Linked DNA regions of Mus musculus: all the other regions are linked to region 1. A link is a contact called in public HiChIP or PLAC-seq and promoter capture Hi-C data. All regions are on one chromosome and are shown on one strand. Each heading gives the region's core, a stretch centred on a gene start, on an enhancer-like site or on the middle of the called end of the contact. The rest is flanking DNA. Distances are from core to core; before and after follow the strand shown. Region 1 holds the start of Hoxb4 (homeobox B4). Region 2 holds the start of Mrpl10 (mitochondrial ribosomal protein L10). Region 3 holds the start of Pnpo (pyridoxine 5'-phosphate oxidase). Region 4 overlaps Gm38961 (a long non-coding RNA gene).

Region 1 (3,031 bases), core at 245-2,744:
GACCCCAATGGCGTGGGGTAGTGGGAGGGGGTGTTGCCCTAGACCTTTCCCCGGCTTAGTTCCCACCCTCACTGCTCAGATTCCAAGCAGCGCCTTCCCCTTAGTAAAAACTTTTGCCTACTTCTCCAGCCAAGGTACCAGATTGGAAGAAAGGGGAAAAAAAAAAAAAAAAGAAATCCAGGAAGTTGATTCAACTCTGTGCTTAAATAGGGATTACCTCCTCCTCTTCCTTCTCCTCCCCTCCTCCCACACCCCTCCCCAACTTCCAACTTTACTGGGACTGCGAATCCCTGGCGAAAAAGTCGCTGGGAGAATGAAGAAGAGGATGACTTCAAAGGCGCAGGGCCCACTAGGCCATAAAAATTTATGGGCGATGTAATTATGTGGCTCTGAAAACAGGAGACCGTAAATCTCTGGCAATGGCGAGTTTATAGCGGGGACAATTGGCTTCCCCTCGCTCCCTCCCCCACATGCCTCGGAGGTCCCTTCACTGTAAAGCGCCGGGGGTGGGAGGGGAAGGGGTGCCCACGCACTCACCCGTGCTCACGTGAACTTTGCGCATCCAGGGGTAGACGACGGGCTCTTTGCACGCGGAGTGGGACGGGCTGGGATGCAGGGGGTTCTGGGCGCAGGGAGGCGGCGGGGGGCTGCTGCTGACCGCCTCGCTGCGCTGCCCGGGCTCCGGGAGGAGGGCCCCGGCTGTTGGCTGCACTGGAGCCCGAGGGGACAGCCCGGGCGGTGGCGGGGGCGGCGGGGGCGGCGGAGGTGGCGGGGGCCCGGGGTCTCGGCAGGCCGCGTAGCGCTGCACAGTGCACGGCGCCCGGCGCCCAAAGGCCGCCTCCGGCTGGAAGCCGCTCTCTCGCCTCTGGCCGCCGGCGTAGTACCCGGGCGAGTGGTCGCTGGGTAGGTAATCGCTCTGTGAATACTCCTCGCACGGAGGGAACTTGGGGTCGACATAGTTTGAGTTGATCAAAAAGGAACTCATAGCCATTAATTTCTGGGAATTGCCCACAAAATATACTAAAATTTATTCCGACCCCTGACTCGTTTTCCTGTTTCCGAAAGCCCTCCTACTTACTGTCAAGTGAACAAAGTTAGAGGCCCACGTGATCCTCCGAGCCAATGGCCACCCGGCCTGCGATTCCCGGATAAGGAAATCTGCTCACCCGGACCCTACTCCAGCCAAAGAGGTTTATTTCCCCTTCTCTACCCCTCCCCACCCACCCAACACCAGGATTTACATAGGGCTCCCGCGGGGAGACCCCCTCCTCGCCTGGCTTTCTCCACAACAGAGAGGGGTGATGAACTAAGAAAGAGTGAGCAGGTTAATTGGAGGGCCTGTTTGGGGGTGAGGGGGCTGGGCAGAGCACAAACCCTGCATCCCTCAGAAGTTGGGGCTGCGGGTGTAGCCCCCACCCCTGCCCTACCTAATCTCCACCAACCTTTCTCTGACTCCCATAGGGCCCCATCTCCTCCCCAGGATAAGAGGGAGCTCACGCACTAGGTGTCTGTGTGGGGTTTTAAGTGGTTGGCCGACCAGGGAGCGCCTTCTTGAAATGGGTACCCACTAGGTCATAGGGGCGCTGAGCTTGGGGCTTCTCAGTGCAGCCAGATGGGGAGGGGTAGGAGGTGAGTGAGGAGGCGTCGGGAGCTAGAAGGCGGGTGCGCAGAGGGACTTGTCAGAGATGAATGGAACCGCGAGCAGATCGATAGGAAATTCACGCACTAATTCGGGGAGACTTCGCCTTCCAAATCGCATTTAGCTGCACTATGAGCATCGGCTGTGTCCGTCAGTCTGTCCTCCTCAACACTCCCTCCCTTTAACCCACAAGGCCCAAGGTCAGAGGAACGGCTGGACTCCCTCCACTAAAGACAGAAGATACAATGAAACCAAACCAAACCCGCAAGTTCCTAAAACCAATTGAATAGTAATTTGCTAATTCCAGATTCGTCGAAGCAATGCTAACCAAGAGTTCTAATTGCCGCTAAAGCCGCCGCCTCTGTCAGTGTGGCAGAAAGAAATTTCACAACCTTGAATACTAAGTAAAGGAGCCCTAGCTGTGACGCCCCCACCAACATCACACGCACAAGAACACCCATGGCAACCTTATGTTTTCAGGGCATCTTGTCTTGAATTCAACGAAACAGCAATCTTCGCATCCTTTTAAAAAGCAAATTTCCTTTGCCTTTGCACACTGCAGCCTTCAGCAATCTTTTTTTCCTCCTCATGATTTCCAATAAAGCCCCCTGGACCCAGAATAAGAATAGGTAGGTTGGGGCTTAAAGATAAATTTTAAAACACCAGTAACATTAATCTCTTGAGTGAACAAGGACCCAAGCTTCCAGGGGTGTGCATGGGGACACCTCAGGTAGATGAGATTTCTCCCTCATTGGTTGAGGGAGGAAAAGAAAAGGAGTCTTCTTGAAGGCAGTCACTGGATTGTCCTCATTTAGAAAATAATCTATTTTTCTTCTGGGAAAGAATATGAGCGGAGTGTTTATGTCAACTACATATTCCCCTAGATACGAATTTGTGACCACAAAATTCCTTACACAAATTCGGATCTACAGGGTATATACAGAAGACAGACAGGTCTTCTTGGCCCAGGAAATTTCCAGTTCTCTTACTTTCCGTGCGTTCTTCTTTTGGGTGTGATCTGAATGTTTTCATTTTTATTTCGTTTTGTTTTAATTTTGAGATCTGGGAGCAGAAAAGTCACTGTGGGTCCGTTCTTGGGATTACAAGGGGTTTCAACTTTCTATTCAAAAAATAAAATAAGATTTTTTAAAAAGGCAGCTGTTGTGCAAAGGGACTCGAACCTCGTGGCTGCCGCGCGACTTTCGGTGGCGCATGAATTATTAGATGTAAACATTAGCTAAGCACAAAAGAAGGAAGGGTCATCCCGAGGCTGCCTCGAAGTCAGAATCAGGCCTTTCTGGGTGCCCTCGGCCCCTCCCCTCCCCCCATGACTTTTTTTTTTTTAAGAAAAAATACAAAACCCCAAATAGGTTCCTCCCTTGCCCCCACAGC
Region 2 (3,031 bases), core at 148-2,647, 720 kb before region 1:
TAATAAACTCTTCCCGTGCTAATGATGGCTTCATCCCACGGCTCTGAGGCTCCTATGACTTGAAGCAAGTAGGGGGTAAAAACACAACAACCTCACAATTCGCCCAAAGGAGTCTTTCTTCAGGTCAGATGGTGAATACCTGAAATCCGAGTTCAAGATCAGCCTCACTAATGAGACCCTGACTCAAACTGCAAAACTAAGGCCTGCGAGACGACTAATCCAGTGCAATAAATGCACTTCCCACCAACTCTGACAACCTAAACACAACCCTTGGAATCCCCCTATGATGGAGAAAAGAAAAAGAGGCACGCAAGCTGCCTTCTGACCTTTTTGTGCCCAATAGCACAAAATGATGATAATAGGAAAAGCTTGGAAGGTCCCCTCTGCACCCAAGGACATTCTTCAAAGCTCTGAGCCAACGTGACTCTTTCAACCCTAACATAAAGACCAATAGCGTCGTTTTGTAGGGAAAAGATCAGCTAGAAGACTCCAGGTAATATAGAGGATTGCCAGGGTGAGAGGTTTTATGGTTAAGGGCCACAAGAGCTGTTACGAGTGCCTTTGGGATGAGATGGGGCTGGAGAGATGGCTCAGCGGTTAAGAGCACTGACTGCTCTTCCAGAGGTCCCGAGTTCAATTCCCAGCAACCGCATGGTGGCTCACAACCATCTGTAATGAGATTTGATGCCCTCTTCTGATGTGTCTGAAGACAGCAACAGTGTACTCACTTACAGAAAGTAAATACTTCTTTAAAAAATAAAAATAATGCCTTCCTCCCAAGGTGCCTTTGCTTTGAAGCAATGAGTACAATCCTACAGTATGGTGTCAAATTTACCCATTAAATGCCTGATGCCTATTAACAGCAGACACCACAGCTGAGATGGACACAGTGAAGTTTAACAGATCAGACGAGACACGTGCATAAACAAAACTAGACTGAATTGATAAAAGTAAATTTCACCAAAGAACCTGCTCTTTATGGAGAGAGGGTAGTTGAGAGAAGACTTGAATCTGTGTTTGGGCTAAGACCTTAAGAAGGAATACATAAATTTTCTGGAAAGGACTCTCCGGGACCAGGAGTAAGAACTGAGCGAAGGGTTAGAAAAATCCAAAGCGAGGTCCTGTGATTCCCGGCTTGGGGGGAGGGGCTGTGGAAGGGATGTCACCGGCAGGTAATGACCCAGTCAAATCAGAGATCCGGCTAGTGGCAGGGTCTCCTAGAGCTGTCGACGGTCAGAGATTACGGGAAAGGTCAGAAGGAAAGGAGGGTGGCGAGGGCTAGAGAGCGCCATCCTGCGTGCAGGGAGGCCCTGGGCCACTCCTTACCCGCCCGGGGCGGGAGACCTCCACGGAGGATCCCGGCCACCGCCGCAGCCATCGCTACAGGAAGTTCCCATGCGCGCTGCGCGGAGACGGAAGTAGCTAAGGATTGTGGGGCAGCAGTAAAAAAAAAAAAAAAAAAAAAAAAAAAACAAAAACCCGGGCCCGGAAATAGTGGGCGTGGCGCCTGATAGGGCCGCTATGCGCATGCGTGGAGCTGGGCCTCTTTCTCCTCTTCCCCCCCTCCCCCCGTTCCGTCAGACCTGGCGTCCAGTCTCCTAGCAACGACGCGAGACCTCAAGGAACGGTTCTTTCTATTCCTTCTGGTCCTTTCAGTTTAAGGCCAGTAAAGCCACGCTACACACCTCTAACTCCAGATCCTTCGTTCCCATTTACTCCTATTTTCCACCGCACCCCCAATAATTCTCAGAACCCCCTGCCCTTGTCTCCTCAGTCTTCCCTCCAACCTGGGTTCAACCAGCCCAACCGTCTAAGCTTCTCTGCTCGCCTTCGTCCATCTACCTGCCTCAAGCAGCCGCTGTTTATTTTAGATCATGCCAGGAGACGAGCAGGAAGGTGAGTTGACAGAACAGTTGGGCAACAGTGAGGTCGGTCGGGTTTCCAAAAAAAAAAAAAAAAAAAAAAAAAAATGAACCCAAGGCGACAAAAGGCTCATCTTTCCCCAGCTAAGAAAGCTGCCCAGAGAACCGAGGAAGGTGTCCACATTACTGAAGCCCTTATCACCAAGCGGAACCTGACCTTCCCTGGAGATGAAGACCTGTCAGAAAAGATGTGAGTGGACAGGAGAGAAAGGGGTGATAGAAGGCGGGAACAGTGACGTCCAGGTTGCTGAGCTGTACTGACTTTGAAACTTTCTCTCCTTACTTACTCCACTTACTAATCAGTATTACTTTCCGGTTGGTTTTTTTACTTTTTTTTTTGTTTTGTTTTGTTTTGTTTTTTTCGGGACAGGGTTTCTCTGTGTAGCCCTGGCTGTCCTGGAACTCACTCTGTAGACCAGGCTGTCCTGGAAATCAGTAATCCACCTGCCAATGCCTCACAAGTGCTGGGATTAAAGGCGTGCGCCACCACCACCCAGCGGTTTTTACTTCTTGAAGACGATTTTTTTCATACATCCTCAGCTGCCTTGGAGGTCACTACCTCACCTCTTAGCAAACTTCAAAATTCTCCGCCCAGTTCCCAGTCTGGCCTTCCCATACTGCTGTTACACCATTGATTGTTATAAATGATAAATCTAATTACTCCCTGGTAGAAACTTCCTCAACAACCTACTACAGCCAGAGTAAAATCCAAATAGCATTAACCAACCTTATTTACAGCTACATTCTGCAAGTGTGCAATTCCTCATACCATGTTCTTTTTTTCTTTTCTTTCTTTTCTTTCTTTTTTTTTTCTTTGGTTGTTTTTTGTTTTTGTTTTTTTTCCGAGACAGGGTTTCTCTGTGTATCCCTGGCTGTCCTGGAACTCACTTTGTAGACCAGGCTGGCCTCGAACTCAGAAATCCGCCTGCCTCTGCCTCCCGAGTGCTGGGATTAAAGGCATGCACCACCATGCCCGGCTTCTTTTTTTTTTTTTAACATTCTTTTTTTTTATTATGTGTACAATTCATTCCAGCCTCCATGTCAGAAGAGGGCACTAGATCCCATCAAAGATAGTTATGAGCCACCATGTGGTTGCTGAGAATTGAACT
Region 3 (3,031 bases), core at 188-2,687, 630 kb before region 1:
GTACCTAGGAAGCTCTTGCTCCAAAGAAAGAGCAGCCCCGGGAATAGAAAAAGAGAGTGGACCTTATAAGGGATGCTGATGACTAACTACTACAGTCCACTGCAAGAGCCAGACGACTCTCCCCATCCTGCTCATGGGAGAAAACGACAATGCACCAAAAATTCTAGGCTAGCCTCACGTTTACTATGTAGCCAAGGCTGGCCTTAGTCTAAGTGCTGAGACAACCGGCAGGCATGCACCACTTTTCTCAGCAAGCTTCCTTCCTCTTGCTTCTGTGCAGCAGATTGCGCTGGCTCAAGCTGTAGACAGAGGATAATGAGTTCCCACTGCAGACACCAAGGCAGGCCAAGAAGGTCTCTTACCTGGCACAGTGCTGGGTGCCTGTCTACATGGCTCTTGGGGCTCCCACTCCGGATACTGGTAGACACCAGGGCTACAGAGTCATCTTCCACCACGGGCTGCCCCAGGCAGATCAAAGCTGGAAGAAGCGTTGTGAGGATTTCCTACTTCTCTCTCAGCCAGACATCCACCACGTGAAGTCAGCGTGCAGGCGCCGCACCTGTTCCCTGTATCCTTGGCTGGCTATTGCCAAAAACTATGCCTCCCACTACCTAGAAAGGAACAACAAAGAAATAAAAACAGCAACAACAACAAGAAGAAATATGAAAAGGAGGAAATAACCAAGTTGAAAGAGGTTTAGGAAAGGGACAGCCCTTCCATCTGTTAGAGCAGTGGCTAGTAGTAACTCCACTGCATTGGGTATAGGATGCCCTGAGCCCAGCCCAACCCTTAGGAAAGGGTTACAAGTTAGAAGGGAAGACCATTCTGCTCTGGGGTAGCCTGATTCCAATTTCTGTCTTCTTTCTATTCAGCTGACTCCCTTCTCGCCTCAGAGTCTCCTTCCTGACCCCAGAGTGCTTCCCCAGTCCCCAGAGTATCAGCCCACCACCACGACCCTCAGCACCTGCCCTGCGGTTTACAAGGCAGTTTCAGTCTCTCCTTACTCTCAAGCCACAATCTTCTCCCTCAGTCTCTCCCTGTGTCCCTAACACCTTTGCTTCCGAGTCCGGCCCCCAAACCATGTTTTCTTGCCCAGTCTTCCAACCTCCGCTGCGCCAGGAGGGGATCCCTGCCCTACGTTCTTCTTCAGTAGCCCGCCACTGGCCGGCCACTTACTGCGGACCTCTCCTCTCCAGCCCCGAGACTTCGCCCCGCCCTCGCCTTGGCTGCTGTCCCTATACCTTTAACAAACCTCCACGTGCTTCTTAAACGGCGGTGACAGCATTTCCTTGTCTCTCTGCTCCCGCCCCTGGAGGCGCTGCCCATTGGCTGCTGGGTTCCTTCATTCCCGCTCTAATTGGTCTCGCTCCAGGTAACTCAAACCAATAAGCTCTCCAGGTATGGATCCCTGCTCTGGTCCTGGACAGCTATTGGTTGATCCTAGGCACCTTGGTTCCGAGAACTTAGGACTTACTAGCTTGTCTGGGGCTCTAGTAAATTCTTCCTTCCCAGGCTAGACACACAGGCTGAGCAATTGGTTCCGAACCCAGGGCCAGGCGACGCTGGGTCACGTGGCCGACTGCTTACATGACGTGCGGGCTGCTGAGCGTCACTGTGACGTTCAGGAGACCTGCGAAGTGGACGGGCTACCTCCGTCACCTGTGCTGTCGGGGTGCAGTCATGGACCTGGGACCAATGCGCAAGAGTTACCGCGGGGATCGAGAGGTGCTGCCGCTGCCGCCGGGACACGGAAAGGGGGTGTCCCTAAATTAGCAAAGGGTTGGAGGAGCGCCTTGTGCTTTCAGGGGCCACTTACAAGGCAACGGGATTTAGGGGTCACCCTGATGGGAGAAGAGGGTTTCAGAGACAGCTACTGGGGAGGGCCTCAGGGGAACCGTGGATTAACGTGTACTCATAGACCCCTTGACATCAGAACCCACCTGTGTTGGAACCCAGCCCTTTTCTGACTGTCTCGCTGTGGACAATTTATGCTCTTTGGGCCTCAGTTTATCCACCTGTAAAGTGGTGATACCTACTTCACAAGGATGCTGTGGGTTTGGGGGTTTTCTCATTTTTTACATTTTTATACATTTAGAGTGTACATGTGTTTATACATGTATGACAGGCGACAACTTTCAGGAGTTTTTTGGTTTTTGTTTTTGTTTTTTTTTTTTTCCCACCATGTCGTAGGTCACCAGGAATGAACTCAGGTTGTCAGGTTTCGTGGTAGATGTCTTTACCAGTCTATATTTAGGCATTTGTAAAATGCTTAAAACAGTCATAAACGTGATATAAATTTATAAAGGAGCGGAAGCTGGGCTTGTAGCTGAGTGTTGTGGAGTCTTGCCTGGTGTGTATGAGGGTTCTGGGTTCCACCTTTGGCACCAAATGAACTAGGCACAGTGGATCCAGAGTTCAGGGTCCGGCTACACAGTGAGTTCAAGGCTAACCTGGAAGCTCTTCGTTTTAACCTCCCTCATCATGATCTTCTCCCCACTCAGGTCAGGGACCAAGAGATCAGTTCTGGGATTGGGATCCAGAGCTACAGTGGCCAAGTGTGCTTATCCGTGAACATCTGCAGGAGTGCTTGACTGAGATGTAGGCTCTTGTGAAACCTTAGAACTACTTCATGAAAAAGAATGAGGTGACCCACAGGAACTTCAGCACACTCCAGCCCTGGTTCATCCCTTCCTCCTTAGGAGACTCAGGGACTTACTGGGCCGTTTTATGCCTGTTTCACCATCTGTAAATGGACATAGAACCTACTTCCTGAGTAGTGTTTTGTTTGGTTGGTGTTTTTTTCTTTCTCTCATGGTCATCATTATGATGGCTAAATGCATTTACATTTGAAAAACATCTCAGCCCATTGCCAGGCACAGAGTAAACATTGTTCATTCGCTGACATCAACCTCTCTTTCTAGGCATTCGAGGAGACTCATCTGACCTCTCTGGATCCCATGAAGCAGTTTGCTTCCTGGTTTGACGAGGCTGTTCAGTGTCCGGACATAGGAGAAGCCAATGCTATGTGTGT
Region 4 (3,031 bases), core at 231-2,730, 580 kb before region 1:
GGAAGAATGCACACCTCTGGCCTCTATGTCTTTTAGACAGACATATATGTAAGCATAGTTTTTTTTTTAAAAAGCATTTTCAGTGATAATTCTATTTATCTTGTGTTCCCGAGTGTGGATGTGCATGCCCGGGTGCGTGGGGCAGAGCTATACTGTTACCTCCAGAGCCATTTCCTCTGAGCGCAGGAAGGAGCTCTGATGCTTCATATTGTCAATCAAGCCAGGACACTCTCGATAATTACAAATAAGGTTCCTTCCCTAGAGAAACGTATTCCAGGTCATCCAGTGGGTGGAAACATAGACCAGCACGGCTGGCCAGCCTGGATGAACCACACCTTGGGCTCTTCACTTCTGGCTGTGAGTGTGGCTCTCCTCAGGTTAGAAGCAACTAAGAATCAGAGTAGCTACTGCCTAAGGTGAGAGGCTCCACAACTCCCGCCTGGGAAAACACTCAGAAAAGAACCTGACCACTGGCCCTGCCACACAAGGGTCAGTAGTTGTATTGATTTCTCATCACATCTCTGTGGATCTCATTTCCAGAACTGTGCTCATTCCAAATATTCCAAACCTTTGTCCCTAAGAATCCTTCTCCCTCCCACGCTGGACGCGTATTCTGATTTGGGGTAAGAAATAACACACAGTAACTCTTGTTTGGGTGATGGGAAATCGCCCATTTTGTCCATGTAGACGGAGGCTCTTAATGATGAACACAGCTAGCCCAGAAGGGAGGAACTGGCGCAATACAAAACAGGACCAGGCCAAAGATGGGTTGGAAAGGTCAGAGGTGAGCTGGTGGGCAGTGCCAAACGGTGCTTCTAATCTGCCCGACTTACTACTGGCATCATCTCAAGAGATAATTTAATGCCCTGTGGCCCTGTTCGCTCCCGAAGAAAGAAGACGACAATAACCAACAACACAACCAGCCCATGTTTTATGTGAGCACCACGTGTTTGTTCCCAGTGCACAGTTATTAATATCCTTGTCCCAGTGCCTCCTCCAAAGCTGATCACCACTGAATTATGGGCCCTGAATCTTAGTCCCTGCTCCCTTTACTGCCTTCTGTGATGCCCTGAAGAAGAAAAGAACCGGGCTCTCCTCTGCAGACAGGACCCAGAGCCCAGGACGGGTACCCATGTCCCCAGCTGGGAGCACAAAGAATATGGGAGGCAGGGCTGAGTCAAGGAGCAAGAGAGAAAGGGCCTCTCCTATGCGGTCTGGTGGTGAGAAGCAGCCTGAATGGAGCTCAGGGATGGAGCTCCTGGAAGACTCCTCTTCCACATCTTAAGCTCTAGGATCTAGCTGGTCTTGTTTTCCTAAACTTCACTTTCGTCTGTGAAACAGAAAAATGCTAAAGATCTTCTTTGAGCATTCCATGTGTGTGTGTGTGTGTGTGTGTGTGTGTGTGTGTGTGTGTGTGAGACGAAGAGCATGAGAGGGTCAGAGGGCAACTGGTGAGAGTTGGTTCTTTCCTTCCACCATATGGGTTCCTAGGGCTGAACCCAGGATAGCAGGCTTAGAATGGCAGATGACCTCCTATGCTAGTCTGTCTTACCAGGCTGGCCCAAAATAGAATTTTTTTACAAGAATCAAGCCTTTGTGTTTCTCCTTTTAATTGCATGTGTGCATGTATGTGTGTTTGTGTGTGTGTGCGCGTGCCATACCATATGTATGTGGGTACCCTTGAGGACCAGAACACAGTGTCAGATCCCCCCTGGAGCTTGAGTTACCTAGGTAGTTGTAAAGCCACTCAGAAAGGTACTGGGAACAAAATCTCTGTTCCCTGGAAGAACAGGAAATGATCTTAACCACTGAGTCATCTTTCCAGCGCTCAAAATAGAACATTTTAAAACTTCCCTTTCCCTTGGTCATTTTTTATTTATTTATTTATTTTCAGAGCTGAGGACCGAACCCAGGGCTTTGTGCTTCCTAGGCAAGTGCTCTACCACAGAGCTAAACCCCCAACCCTTTTTTTTAAAAAAATTCTTTTTGTTTATTTTTGGTTTTTGGTTTTTTTCGAGACAGGGTTTCTCTGTGTAGCCCTGGCTGTCCTAGAACTCACTCTGTAGACCAGGCAGGTCTCGAACTCAGAAATCTGCCTGCCTCTGCCTCCCAAGTGCTGGGATTAAAGGCATGCGCCACCACCACCGCCTGGCCCCCTTGATCATTTTTAATCTCTTATAATGTACTAGACTCCATGCTGGATACTTTATATTATATAAAGTACCAGACACACACATATACACCACATACATATGTACATACCACACACAAACACCACATACATACACATACCACACACACACACACACATGCTACACCATACATACACACACACACATACACACACACATATTCACACACACATACACATAAACACATACACATGCACACACATACACACACATACACATACACACACATACACACACACATATGTGTGTGTGTGTATATCATTCATATATATAATTTTTCCCATAGCCTCTGTTTGATTTCTCTACAAAGTCTCTATAAACAGCACAGAACTAGAGCTCCTCATGCTTCAAAACGCTTGGATTGTGTACATGAACCACCCTGTCCAACTTTTATGGATTTTTCAAAAAGATTTTTCAATAAAGATGTGTTATTTTCTTTTATTTTTTTATCTAGGTGTGTGTGTCTGTGTGTGTGTGTGTGTGTGTCTGTGTGTCTGTGTGTCTGTGTGGATGTGTGTGTGTGTCTGAGTGTCTGTTTGTTTGTGTGTCTGTGTGTATGCCATGTGTTTGGGTGCCCATGGAGCCCAGAAGAGGGCACTGGATCTCCTGGAACTGGAGTTACAGGCAGTTTTGAGCCACCTGACATGGTTGCTGGGAACTGAACCCAGGTCCTTCTGCAAAAGCAGCTGACTCTCTAAACTCAGCCCCGAGATGACCACTGTATATGATGCTAATTTTTAAAAAAGATTTGTTTATTTTATGCATATGAGTACACCATCATTGCTCTCTTCATGCACACCAGAAGAGGGCACCAGACTCCATCACAGATGGTTGTGAGC

The links. Promoter capture Hi-C pulls out the DNA fragments that hold promoters and counts their contacts. HiChIP or PLAC-seq counts read pairs in DNA pulled down with a chosen protein or histone mark.
Region 2: a contact with region 1 is called in a promoter capture Hi-C map of embryonic stem cells, with 3 times the contacts expected there. The contact joins the promoter of Mrpl10 here to the promoter of Hoxb4 in region 1. A contact is called at or near these places in 5 of 39 promoter capture datasets (HPC-7-derived erythroid cells, the SN4741 cell line, embryonic stem cells and 1 more) and 2 of 115 datasets of contacts at active chromatin or transcription factors (embryonic stem cells and memory CD8 T cells).
Region 3: a contact with region 1 is called in an H3K4me3 HiChIP or PLAC-seq map of bone marrow-derived macrophages, with 3 times the contacts expected there. The contact joins the promoter of Pnpo here to the promoter of Hoxb4 in region 1. A contact is called at or near these places in 3 of 39 promoter capture datasets (the 3T3-L1 cell line, the C10 cell line and embryonic stem cells) and 2 of 115 datasets of contacts at active chromatin or transcription factors (both in bone marrow-derived macrophages).
Region 4: an H3K4me3 HiChIP or PLAC-seq map of bone marrow-derived macrophages shows a contact between it and region 1, with 2.5 times the contacts expected there. The contact joins the enhancer-like site here to the promoter of Hoxb4 in region 1. A contact is called at or near these places in 8 of 115 datasets of contacts at active chromatin or transcription factors (bone marrow-derived macrophages, craniofacial prominence, differentiating embryonic stem cells and 5 more) and 2 of 9 other capture datasets (adipose tissue and liver).

Annotation. Positions count from the first base shown.
Region 1 is chr11:96,316,730-96,319,760 of GRCm38.p6, reverse strand. It overlaps Hoxb4 (homeobox B4), which reads right to left and starts at 1,494. Exons shown (of 2, transcript NM_010459.7): 1 at 538-1,494. The coding sequence starts at 991. Mir10a (microRNA 10a) reads right to left here and starts at 2,596; the gene lies at 2,487-2,596. It also overlaps a transcript of Hoxb3 not described here.
Region 2 is chr11:97,039,948-97,042,978 of GRCm38.p6, reverse strand. Mrpl10 (mitochondrial ribosomal protein L10) reads right to left here and starts at 1,397. Exons shown (of 5, transcript NM_026154.3): 1 at 1,327-1,397. The coding sequence starts at 1,378. It overlaps Lrrc46 (leucine rich repeat containing 46), which reads left to right and starts at 1,610. Exons shown (of 8, transcript NM_027026.2): 1 at 1,610-1,896; 2 at 2,007-2,112. The coding sequence starts at 1,875.
Region 3 is chr11:96,942,425-96,945,455 of GRCm38.p6, reverse strand. Pnpo (pyridoxine 5'-phosphate oxidase) reads left to right here and starts at 1,437. Exons shown (of 7, transcript NM_134021.2): 1 at 1,437-1,725; 2 at 2,922-3,031. The coding sequence starts at 1,588. It overlaps D030028A08Rik (RIKEN cDNA D030028A08 gene), which reads right to left and starts at 1,310. Exons shown (of 6, transcript NR_003293.3): 1 at 1,242-1,310; 2 at 363-611.
Region 4 is chr11:96,894,855-96,897,885 of GRCm38.p6, reverse strand. All of the region lies in intron 2 of Gm38961 (a long non-coding RNA gene), which reads left to right. Among named protein-coding and RNA genes, the nearest start is that of Gm38961, 6.2 kb to the left of the region's middle. Within about 2 kb of position 1,480, at least 21 of the 459 cell types and tissues checked have an H3K27ac peak or open chromatin away from gene starts, as enhancers often do. A contact at or near this core is called in adipose tissue and bone marrow-derived macrophages, where this site is marked.